Regions from separate parts of the Anas platyrhynchos genome. Here region 2 is linked to region 1. The links are chromatin contacts, called in public Hi-C maps. All regions are on one chromosome and are shown on one strand. The core of a region is the stretch at or near the end of the contact, and the rest is flanking DNA. Distances in the headings are between cores, read along the strand shown. Region 1 holds the start of NR4A3 (nuclear receptor subfamily 4 group A member 3). Region 2 holds the start of INVS (inversin).

What was found. A called contact is a pair of places that touch in the nucleus more often than the background predicts.
Region 2: a contact with region 1 is called in a Hi-C map of skeletal muscle, with 2.2 times the contacts expected there. The contact joins the promoter of INVS here to the promoter of NR4A3 in region 1. A contact is called at or near these places in 2 of 8 Hi-C or Micro-C datasets (liver and skeletal muscle).

Annotation. Positions count from the first base shown.
Region 1 is chr2:63,397,210-63,402,447 of IASCAAS_PekinDuck_T2T, reverse strand. NR4A3 (nuclear receptor subfamily 4 group A member 3) reads right to left here and starts at 2,650. Exons shown (of 9, transcript XM_072034855.1): 1 at 2,185-2,650; 2 at 239-394.
Region 2 is chr2:63,528,307-63,533,544 of IASCAAS_PekinDuck_T2T, reverse strand. INVS (inversin) reads right to left here and starts at 2,212. Exons shown (of 17, transcript XM_027451847.3): 1 at 2,084-2,212. ERP44 (endoplasmic reticulum protein 44) reads left to right here and starts at 2,137. Exons shown (of 12, transcript XM_027451857.3): 1 at 2,137-2,355. The coding sequence starts at 2,299.

The sequences.
Region 1 (5,238 bases), core at 1,401-3,900:
GAAGAAGGAGTGAAAAACCAGGGCAGGGATACTCGGAGGTATTCTTCTCATCCTATTAGTGGCATCCTTGCGAGAGAGAGGGAGAGCTCGGCGTGAGGGATGCCTGCAGCAGCATCCCACCCGGCGGCTCCCCATCCGCTCCTTCCACGTCGCTCGGGGGCGAGCCCCTCTTCAAGAGGGGAGCCCGGGGAGGGCGTAGGGCACCTGGCATCCCTCCTCTTCCTCGCCGGCTGCTTACCTGGCGGGTATCTTGCGCGCTGAATGGTGGGGCTGGTGGGGCGGGCGGCACCGGGCGGCGGCGGCGGCGGCGGGGGGCTCCGTGCCGGCTGGGACCTCTCTGCGGAGGCTGCTTGGGAGGCTGGCCTCGGCGGGGGGCGCTCTTCCGACCCGGGCGCTGCGAGGAGCAAGGAGAGAGTCAGGAGCCGGCTAGGGGCGAGCTCAGCCCCGGGGTGGGCAAGGGGAGCGCCCCCCCGGCCGCGGGTGCCACGCAGCGGAGGCTCCCCGTGGGATGCTCCGGCCCCTCCGCCCTCTGCGGGCTGCGACTCCTGCTCTCTCTCTATTTTATTTTTTCTCTTTTTCCTCTTTTCCCTTTTCTCCCCAGCTTTCCCCTTCCTCGCCTTTCCCCCCTGCCCCGCTGCCGGGCTGCTGGGTGCCTCCCCGGCTCCCATCTCCTGCTCTGCGCCCTCCCCGGGCGCGGGGCTCGGGATGCGCCCCCCTCCCCGAGCCGCCGGTTTCCTAGAGACACTCGGTGAGCTTTGAAGCACGCAGCACCCCTCCGGAGAGCAGCCGCCGGAGCCAGGAGCTCCGAGCCGTGAGGGCTGTAAATTAGGAAGAAATCAGCCCCCACTCCTCCCCTCTCGGCACAGCTCTTTTCTTCCTCCGTGCGCTCCGCATTCAGCCCCCAGTGCCACCCCTCCCCACCCCGTAAGGCGAGGAGGAAAAGCGTGAAACGCTCCCATTGTGACCGGGACTTCTCCAGGCGAGTTTCGAAACCTTCATTTACCCGGCAGGGACCGCCGAGGAGAGGAGAAAGGGGGTGGGGGGGTGGGGAGGGGGAGCTCCATTGAATTAAAAGTTTCGAGCTCCGCTTCCAGCGCCGGTGCGCTCCCGGCTTTGCGCATCCCCTCCACCCCCTGCCGGAGCCGCAGACGCTCGCTCCCCAAAATCCACGGGGTTTCGGGCGAGTTCCCGAAAGCAACCTGCGGAGGAAAGCCTCTCCTGCTCGGGCTCGGTCCATTGTGCCCGCGGGGCCAGGCTCCGCTCGTACGGCAGTCTCCACGGAGGAGAGGGAAGCGGGGCGAGGAATGCGAGCGGAGCGGAGCGGGCCGGGGAAAAAAAAAGTTGGCGGCGCCTTCCCAAAGTTTCTGGGGTTTGGGGGGATTTATTTTTTTTTTATGGAGAAGAAAAATAAAATAATAATAATAAAAAAAGATAATAAAAAAAAAAGAAAAAAAAAACACCGAGCCCCACGCAGCCGAACCCCCTGCGGGGATCAGCCCTTTCCGCGCCTGCCTTGGGAAATATTGTAAAAAAATAATAAAAAACAAGAATAAAAAATAAGAAAATAAAAAGCACACAAGCAAACGCAAACGCCAGCTGCACCCAGGTGAGCCGCACCTCCGCCCGCGGCGCGCCGGCTATCGCGATAGCGCCGTCCCGACAGCCGTCCCCGGCACCAGGTCGCGACAGAGCGCCTCGCCGGCTCGCTCCCAGCCCGGCCGGCGACCGAGGCGCTCGGTGCCCCGGCGCACACATCGCGGGGCTCGGGAGCCTCCGGGGTGCCGGTGGCCGGTGCCACCGGGGGGGCTCCGGGGCTCGGTGGGACTGTCGCGACCCTGCGAGGCGACAGCAGCAAGAGCAGGAGCAGGAGCAGCAGCGCCAAGTTGTGCCGGAGGAAGGAGCCGAGCGAGTGCCATTCATCCCCGCCGGCAGCATCATTTCCATGACAACAACCAGCAGAAAGCCCTCGGTACCGGCTGCCCGGCCCGGGACGAGCCGGGGCCGGGGGACAACGCGGAGAGGGGACACCCGGGGAAGGGGGGGGGACACCCGGAGCATCCCATCCCGGTGGCGGCGGAGCTCGGAGACGGGGAAGGAGGGGAGGGGATGGGGAGGGAGGAGAAGGCGAAAGTTTGGGGCGGTCGCGGCGGTCCCCGCAAGTTGTCCGGCGGTGCCCATACGTACTCGCTTGCTGTGTGGGTTCCGTCTTTACATCGGGGTCCCCGGCGGCCGCTTCCTCAGCGGGGCGAGCGGGCGCTGTCCAGCGGCCGGGCGGCGACGGGAGCACCGCGGGGCTCGGTGGTGCCGGTGGTGGTGGTGGAAAAAGAAGAAGAAGAAGAAGAAGAGGAGGCTCCGGAGGAGGTGGCGGCGTTATCCCGAGTCATGGAAAAACGGGGCAGCCCCGGCAGCCGGGCGAGGCGAGGGGAGGCGAGGCAGGAGCGGAGGGGCGGTGAGGGGCTGCCGGGCGGGGTGCCCGGGGGGCTGCCGTGCGGAGCAGAGGACGGAGGCGCCTCTCCGCGCTGCTCTCCCGCTCCGTGCCTCCGGACGTCATTTATGTGAGAGCAGCCCTAGCGGCCTCTCCATAGAGCGGCTGGAATGCGAAACGTCAATCGTGACGCCATGGGAGCCTGACGCTGCTCGCCCCCCCCCCCCCCCCTCCAGCACCACCTCCCCGCCCCGTGCGGGCCGGGGGTGAGCCCGGAGTCAGGCGGCGGGACGGGGACGGGGACGGGGACGGGGACGGGAGCGGGACGGGAGCGGAGCTCCGGGCTGTGGGACCGGGCGCTAAGGGCTCGGCGCCTTCCTGCTGCCGGTGCCGGGGCTGCTGGGGCTGGGGCTGGGGCTGGCGGCAGCCGGGAGCGCTCCGCTCGGGCTGCCCGGCACGGGGCGCCTGCAGCAGGGATCGCCGGAGCCTGCTGCCTTCTCCTCCACTTTCTCACTTTTTTTTTCATTTTTTTTTATTTTTTTTTATTATTTTTATTTTTTTTCTTTCGTTTTTCCTTTTTTCCCTTTTTCCTTTTTTTCCCCTTTCCTTTTTCCCTTTTCCTTTTTTCCCTTTTCCTTTTTTCCCTTTTACCTTTTTCCCGTTCTCTTTTTCCCCTTTCCCTTTTCCCCCTTTCCCTTTTCCTTTCTTTTTTCTTTCTTCCCATTTCACTTTCGTCCCTCTTTCATTCTTTTTCCCTCTCTCACTTCTTTCTCTTCTTCATTCTTCTTTCTCTTACTTTCCCCCTTTTATTCTCCCTTCTCTTTTTTCCTCTTATTCTCCTTCCCCCTTTTACACTTCCTTTCCCTTTATTCCCTTTTCATTTTTCCCGTCTTTCATTTCATTTACTTTTCCCTGTTTCACTTCTTTCTCTTTCTCATTCTTCTTTCTTTTACTTCCCCCCCTTTCCTTTTATTTTCCTTTTTCCTTTTATTTCCCTTTTTCTTTTTTCCTTTTATTTTATTTTTTTCCTTTTTATTTTTTTTTCTTTTTTCTTTTTCCTTTTTCTTTTCCCTTTCTTTTTTTTTCTTTTCTTTTTCCTTTTCTTTTTCTTTTGTCATTTCTTTTCCTTTTTCCTTTATTTTTCTTTTCCATTTCCTTTTCCTTCCTTTTCTTTTTCCTTTTCCCCTTCTTTTCCCCTTTCCCTTTCCCCTTTCCCCTTCCCCTTTCCCCAACCCTCCCCCTACCCCCTTTCCCCACTCACTTCCCCCTTCTCCCGGCACCTCCCACCCGCGGGGGACCAGCCCGGGGCGGCGCCGCAGCCCGGTGCCGGAGGGGCCCCCCTGCAGTGCCCTCGGTGCCCCGCAGCCCCACGGGGGCGGTCCGGGGGGCACCCCCGGGCCGTGCCCCCCCCCCCCCCTCCGCGGGGATCCCTCCAGGCCTCGGGCTCCCCGCTCGGCGCCGCCAACCCCCGCGGGGGCCAATCAGCGCGCGCGTCACGGCGGGGCGCCCGCCCCCCCGCCCTCCTTCAGCCAATCGCCGCGCGGGACACGGCGGGCCGGGCGCCGGGTGGGCGGGGCTTAGCGTGGCTGACGCACGGCGGCCGCGTCGTTGACGCAGGCGGCGCGGCTAAATTTAGCCCGCGGGGCCGCGCGGCGCGGTGCGGTGCGGGCGGGCGCAGCTGCGGCTATTTTTGTGCCGCCGGTTGGCGGGCCGGGCCCGCGCCAAATATAGGCGCGGGCGGGTATTTATAGCCGGGCCCGCCGTCACGGGGCCGCCGCCGCCGCCGCTACCGGGCTCTCAACCCCGGCAGGGCTCCGAGGGGGTGTCCCTCGGCCACGTCCCACCCGTGGGGGTCGCTGCCCGGCCGGGGTCCCGCGTGGGGATGTCCCCTGTTGGGTGGCGGGGACAGCCCCTGCGTGAGGCGTCGCGAAATGGCGGCCGGGCGGGGAGATCCCCTTTGATGCCGCGCCCGGCGTGGGCGGCCGAGGGCAGGGTTAGGGAGGGGAGGGAGGGAGGGTGGCACTTTCCGCCCTGGTAAAAATACGGCGCTTTCCATGCTGTCATTTCTCCTCCTCCTCCTCCTCCGGTGTTGGTCTCTGCTGGGAAAGGGACCGGGGACCGAAGAGGGGGGGGGTAAGGAGGGGACCCGCGGGCGCTGCCCCGGCTGCGTGGGGCTTCCCCGGGCTCCTCACAGCCCCCGCGGAGACAAAACGGTGTCCTCCGAGGGGCCCCACAGGGTAGAAGTTAGCAGCCCTAAAACGCCACAGGCTAGCCCCAAAACAGCGGCGAGGCTGCGCTGTGAGTCTCCGAGATAACCCTCAGTGTGCTACTTAAACCATGGAATCATTAAAGTTGTTGAAGACCTCCAAAATCATCTCCAACCATTGCCCTACCACCACTATCACCCACTAAACCGTGTCCCTAAGCACCACATCCAACCGTATCCCAAAACACCAGGTCCAACCATGTCCCTAAGTGCCAGGTCCAAACATGTCCCAAAGCACCATATCCAGCCGTGTCCCAAAACACCGGATCTAGCCATGTCCCATAGCACCAGGTCCAACCATATCCCAAAACACCAGGTCCAAATGTCCCAAAACACCAGGTCCAAACATGTCCCAAAGCACCATATCCAACCATGTCCCCAAACACCAGGTCCAACCATATCCAAAACACCAGCTCCAACCATGTCCCCAAACACCAGGTCCAAATGTCCCAAAACACCAGGTCCAACCATATCCCCAAACACCAGGGCCTCCTGTTTTAAAGCACAGCTGCACAAAATGCTGGGTGTTTAGGGGAAATGGCCCCAA
Region 2 (5,238 bases), core at 963-3,462, 130 kb before region 1:
AATGTGACAAGGACAAGGTTTGGTATCACTTGAAGTCATGAACGCTTCCTTCCTTACCAGTGAACCTCTCTATATTTCAGAAAATCCACCAAACATTTTTTGCATGCTTATTTTACCACAGGACTAAGTGATTGCTCAGAGGGTGGTGAGGCTTGGCCAGGTTGCCCAGAGCAGCTGCGGATGGCCCATCCCTGGAGGTGCTCAAGGCCAGGCTGGATGGGGCTTTGGGCAACCTGGTGTGGTGGGAGGTATCCCTGCCCATGGAACTGGGTGGGCTTTAAGGTCCTTTCCAACCCAAACCATTCTGGGATTCTACAATCTTTCTCCTAAACAAAGTCATTGATGGATTTGAGGCTTTATTAACTTCTAGCAGCAGACAACAGAAGGGAGTCTAATGTGACAGGAGGTTAAGAACATTTCCAGCTTTAAGGCCATGGAAGAAGGAGAAAGTGCCATAAAACACCACAACAAATGACAGAAAAGCTCCACTTGACTTGGTGCTTAAGAAAGTCAATAAAAGTGCAGATGCACATATAACAATGCAGGGTGGACAGAGCTCACATAAACCCAAACAAGTCCAAACATACTTTAAGACCCAAAGCATGACTGTTTTCAATTTAAAGAAAACATGTCTTCAAACCTTTCTAGTGCCTCGATAAATCTGCTGTTTTGCCTGTTGAGGACATGCAATTCATACATTTCATTCCAAGTGAAACTTTTCCTCACTCATTTTCCTCAAATATTAAGAGGAACTATAAAAGGAACATATGTAACTTTCCTCAGATATTCCTCTGGTGTATTTGACAAACAGATGAACTGGTATACGGAATATACCAGATGAAGATATCTGGCTTGATAAAGATCCTCATTAACAACAAAATGAGGTGCATATTTGTACAGGATGAAAAACAATTTAAAAAAAATCAGGAAATAACTACATGATATGTTTATAAAAAGTTATATAATTGGCATTATTTGTAACATACACTATATTAGCGTAATCAAGTAGACCATTCACTTTCTCTTTTTCACCTAACATGTACGGAAACATTAGCTGTATCAGGACATCAGAAATGCAGGGACAGTCATAGGAACAGCAAGAGGACTTGAAGTTATATGAAATTTCACACCAAACTACGCTCATAGCACGTTGTGTTACACAGATAATCGGGATGACAGCATTGTTCTGTTCAGCAAAACACAGGGTTGCTAAAATTGCTGTGGATGCCCCATCCCTGGAGGCATTCAAGGCCAGGCTGGATGTGGCGCTGGGCAGCCTGCTCCAGTAGCTGGCCACCCTGCCCTGAGCAGGGGGGGTGAAACTAGTTGATCTTTATAAGGTGATCTTTATTAGATGATCTTTATAGATCCTTTTCAACCCAGGCCATTCTATGATGATATGATATATGATGTATGTGTGTGTATATATGCATACATGCTGTATACACACACACACACATATATAACATGAAACTGAGGGGCCAAATGGTTTTTGTAGGGTCATCCAGAGACCGAGCCCAACTTTTCCTCGTGGCCAAAGGGGGCCTGCCTTGCAGTAACCTGACATGAGGGCTGTCTGTGATATGGCTGTGCTGTTTCCCTCCTCACGCTTCCTCGTCGCCTTGTGTACATGCTGGCCATGCCAGGCATGCCAGGCGCGGCTTCCCACCAGCAGTTTGACCAAACCCTGCATGCAAAACCTGAAGTTTTACTGCAAGAAGATGAACTTTCGGTGTGACCCAGCCCGTGACACCACTGGGGATCCCACCCCCACAATGTGATGCAGCGGGCGCTCCGCAAGCCCCCACCCAGCACCGCTCGGACCACAGAGCGGCTTCCTGCGCTCGGCGGGGACGCAGCGAGGCACCCTAAACCCCTCATCCCACCCCTAATCCCTCATCCCACCCCTAATCCATAATCCCTAATCCCACCCCAGGAGGGCCGCAGGACGCACCCCCCCTCCCTATCCCCCCACCCACCCGCCCGCTGCGCAACCTCCGCAACGCGCGCCCTCCCGCTACGCAAACAGCGCAGCCGCGCCCCGCGGGGAGCCCCGCTCGGCCGGCAGCGCCCCGCTCCTCACCTCCGCGCCTCCTCCTCCCGCCCCCGGCTCCGGGACTACATTACCCGTGAGGCCGCAGCGCCGGAAGCGAGTGGCGGAGGCGGGCAGGCGGGCGGGCGGCGGCCCCGGGCCGGCCGCGGGCGTTTCCTGGCGACGGGGGAAGTTGCGGAGCCGCCGCGGCCGCCGAGCGCCTGGGAGCCGCCGCGCGCCCCGCACGGCCGCCTGGTCTACCTACCATGAGAGCCGCCATCTTCCCGCCGCCGCCTCAGCCCGGCCGCCTCGTCCTCCTCATGGTGAGCCCGCGGCTCCTGCCCCTCGCACCCCCTCGTCCCCTCACCCACCCCGGCCGGCACCTGCTGGGAGGGAGCGGGGAGCGGCCCGGCCCCGTGGAGGCCCCGCGGGCTGCGGCCTGGCCGAGGGGAGGGCGCTGGAGCCGGGCCCCCCCCCCCCCCTTTCCCCTCCTCCCTCCCTTCCCTCAGGGGCTCGGGGCTGGAGTTGGGAGAAGTTCCTGAGGGAATATGCCTGAAGTTGTCACCTTCTGCCTCCTTTTTCTCTTTTATTTTAATTTTCTTGTGGCGTTAGGCGTGCAACCAACCGGATTTGCACACATACACACACTCACAGACACACACACGATCGTTAAATGCACGCCTTCTGCAGAGATAAGGCGGCTCGCTTATCTCTAACGCTTATCTCTAACGCTGCCAGCGATGTGCTGGGCCAAACCCTGCGCCTGCCGCGCCCCCAGCCCCTCCTGCAGCCGCAGGGGGCTCACAGGGGTGAAGGAGTCCAGCGGGATTTGCTCTTAGACACCACCACGCTTAATCAATCTGCTTGGAACAAAGCTGTAAAATCAGCCAAAAAAAAAAAAAAAAAGAGAGAGAATAATTAGAGGCAAAGATAGAGCTGTGGGGATCCAAAGGGAAATACCCAGCAATATATCTGCTAATGAATGAATGGCCAGAAGCATTAATCCAAGCGCCTAATGAGCAGGGACCAGAGCTCGTTATCCCTTTGAAACATGGGCTGCTAGCTGGATAAGCTTTGGTTAAAATGTGAAGAGCTTGCTGAGTAAGTATATTCATTGGTATGGCTTGAGGAAAAAAAAAAAAACACATTTGAGGTGTTTATATATAGATGGCTATTTATAGCGTGTTAGCTCACTGTACGAGAGACTACAGTGATGAACCTCGTATTTTCAGGTCCTGTCTGGGCGTTAGCACGTGAGCGACATTGCTCTTGTTCCAAGATCAATATTGTAACCCTTGTATCGAGCGCAGCGAGCAGAAGCAAGAAGTGCGCGCTGTTTGTTTTTAAACTTGGCATTTAAGCGGGCAAGCACAAGTTTGAAAAATTGGACAGGAATTAATGAAAGCGTTTTTCTTTCTTCATGGTACAGCGGGTCCATGCAAATCTAATACGTGTCAGTTAGGTTATGGGCACGTCAACTTAAGAAATAGATCGCGGCGAAGATCTGAAACTTCCCCATATTTTAGGTGCTGTTTCTCTTTGTATGGATTATTCAAACCCATTTCTAATGAGATTAGAAAGATCCATACACGTAACACTTGAAAAATAAAACAGGCCAGGGTTGGTTTTTTAATATATTCGTGTGCAGTGCTACCTGTGTAATTGTTCAGCGTCACATCAGCCGTGCCCCTGTGTTGTAAGGTGCCCGGTTACGTCCTCGGATCAAGACAATGAATCACTCCTTTCAGGAGGTTTGGTAAGAGTTGTCCCGAGCAGGCTGGGAATGTGAGAGGATCCTTGTTCTTTCAGATAGCTGACAAACCCGTTTGCAGAGTGCGACGCTTGTTTTCTTGTGGCATTTAGGGGACCTGGTGGTGTGTACCACATCGACTTTCAACTTCTGGTAACTTCTCTTCTGCCTTCCCAACCGCTGTGAATAGTTGTGACCCACAACATGACTGTGGTTTTGTCCGGTGAGGTTTGAGAGAGCCCTCTGCTCTGCCTCCAAAGGATGTGCTGGCTAGCAGAGCCTCCTCGAGCGTGGCAGTTGGTGTGTTTTGGGGATGCGAGCTTCTTAGTGTTACCTCAGTGGTGCCTAGAACAGAGGGCAATGATATACAGCCGCGAAAACAGCTTACTAAGCTGGACTTGTTTAGCAATGAAGTTGAAAAATAATTAAGGTTCCAAACTTCTGGATAAGCACATTTCTTCTTCTGCACGGCCTGCCTCTGAGGGAAGGAAGTTCTCCTTTATTTTTCATACAGATTGCCTTTGTTTCTAGAGCTCTGCACGCCAGAAGTGTTTGCAGTGGTGCATACTGACCCTCCCTGCCTCAGCTTTATGCTTCCGAATCTTCAAAGCAGATAGGCGCTGGAAGGTGATGAAATCTGATCTCTGAAGAGGGGAAGTAAAGGCAAGGAGAAGAATCAACATTAGGGTATTAGCACAGCAGTTGGTGACCAGGAAAAGGAGTCTGGTTTATTGTTACTGCTTTCGGGTGTTGGGCAAGTGTAACAGGAGTTCCTCGGGGTGGGAGGAGGGCGCTGAGGGGGAGGGAAGGAAGGGCTGTGGTTAGCTGGAGGAGAGTAAGCTGGGAGGAGGAAATACTTTTTGGTAATGGAAGCGCAGAAAACTGTATAAAAGACATGGAGGGTTGAAATGCTGTGAAAGACCCTGGAGCTGAGGGGAAGGGCGGACAGGGCACAGCACAGGCTGCAAAGGAGTCCGCCTGATGGCAAGACTGGAATAAGCAACATTGTTTCTTGCTCAGAGCTGAATGATGTCTCTGCCACATTGGTGTATGGCTTGGTACTGGGTAGGACAGGTCTGATGAATCCGAGGCAGCAGAATAAATGCTGTGCCTCACCCCATCCTTCTGTAAGGCAAGGCGTGGTTCTTTGGCTTTGCTCTGCTCGGGCTCTCTCTGTGTTTGCCTCCACCTGCAGGTGCGCAATGAAAATTGTAGAACAGGACACTGCTAGGCACGTGCCACAGAGCCACGTGCCATAGATACGTTGCTCAGGATGCCGCTGGGAGGCTCGTGCAGGTGGTGTCCCTGGGGAAGAGATGTGAAGAGAGGAAGCCACCAACTGATAGCGAGGAAAGGGAAGGGAGAAGTTCTTAGCATTTTTTTTTTTTTTAATTATTTTTTTCCCCTTGGGCAACTGTAAAAGGATTTCCCTGTTCTTGCCCTTCAGTCTGTGGAG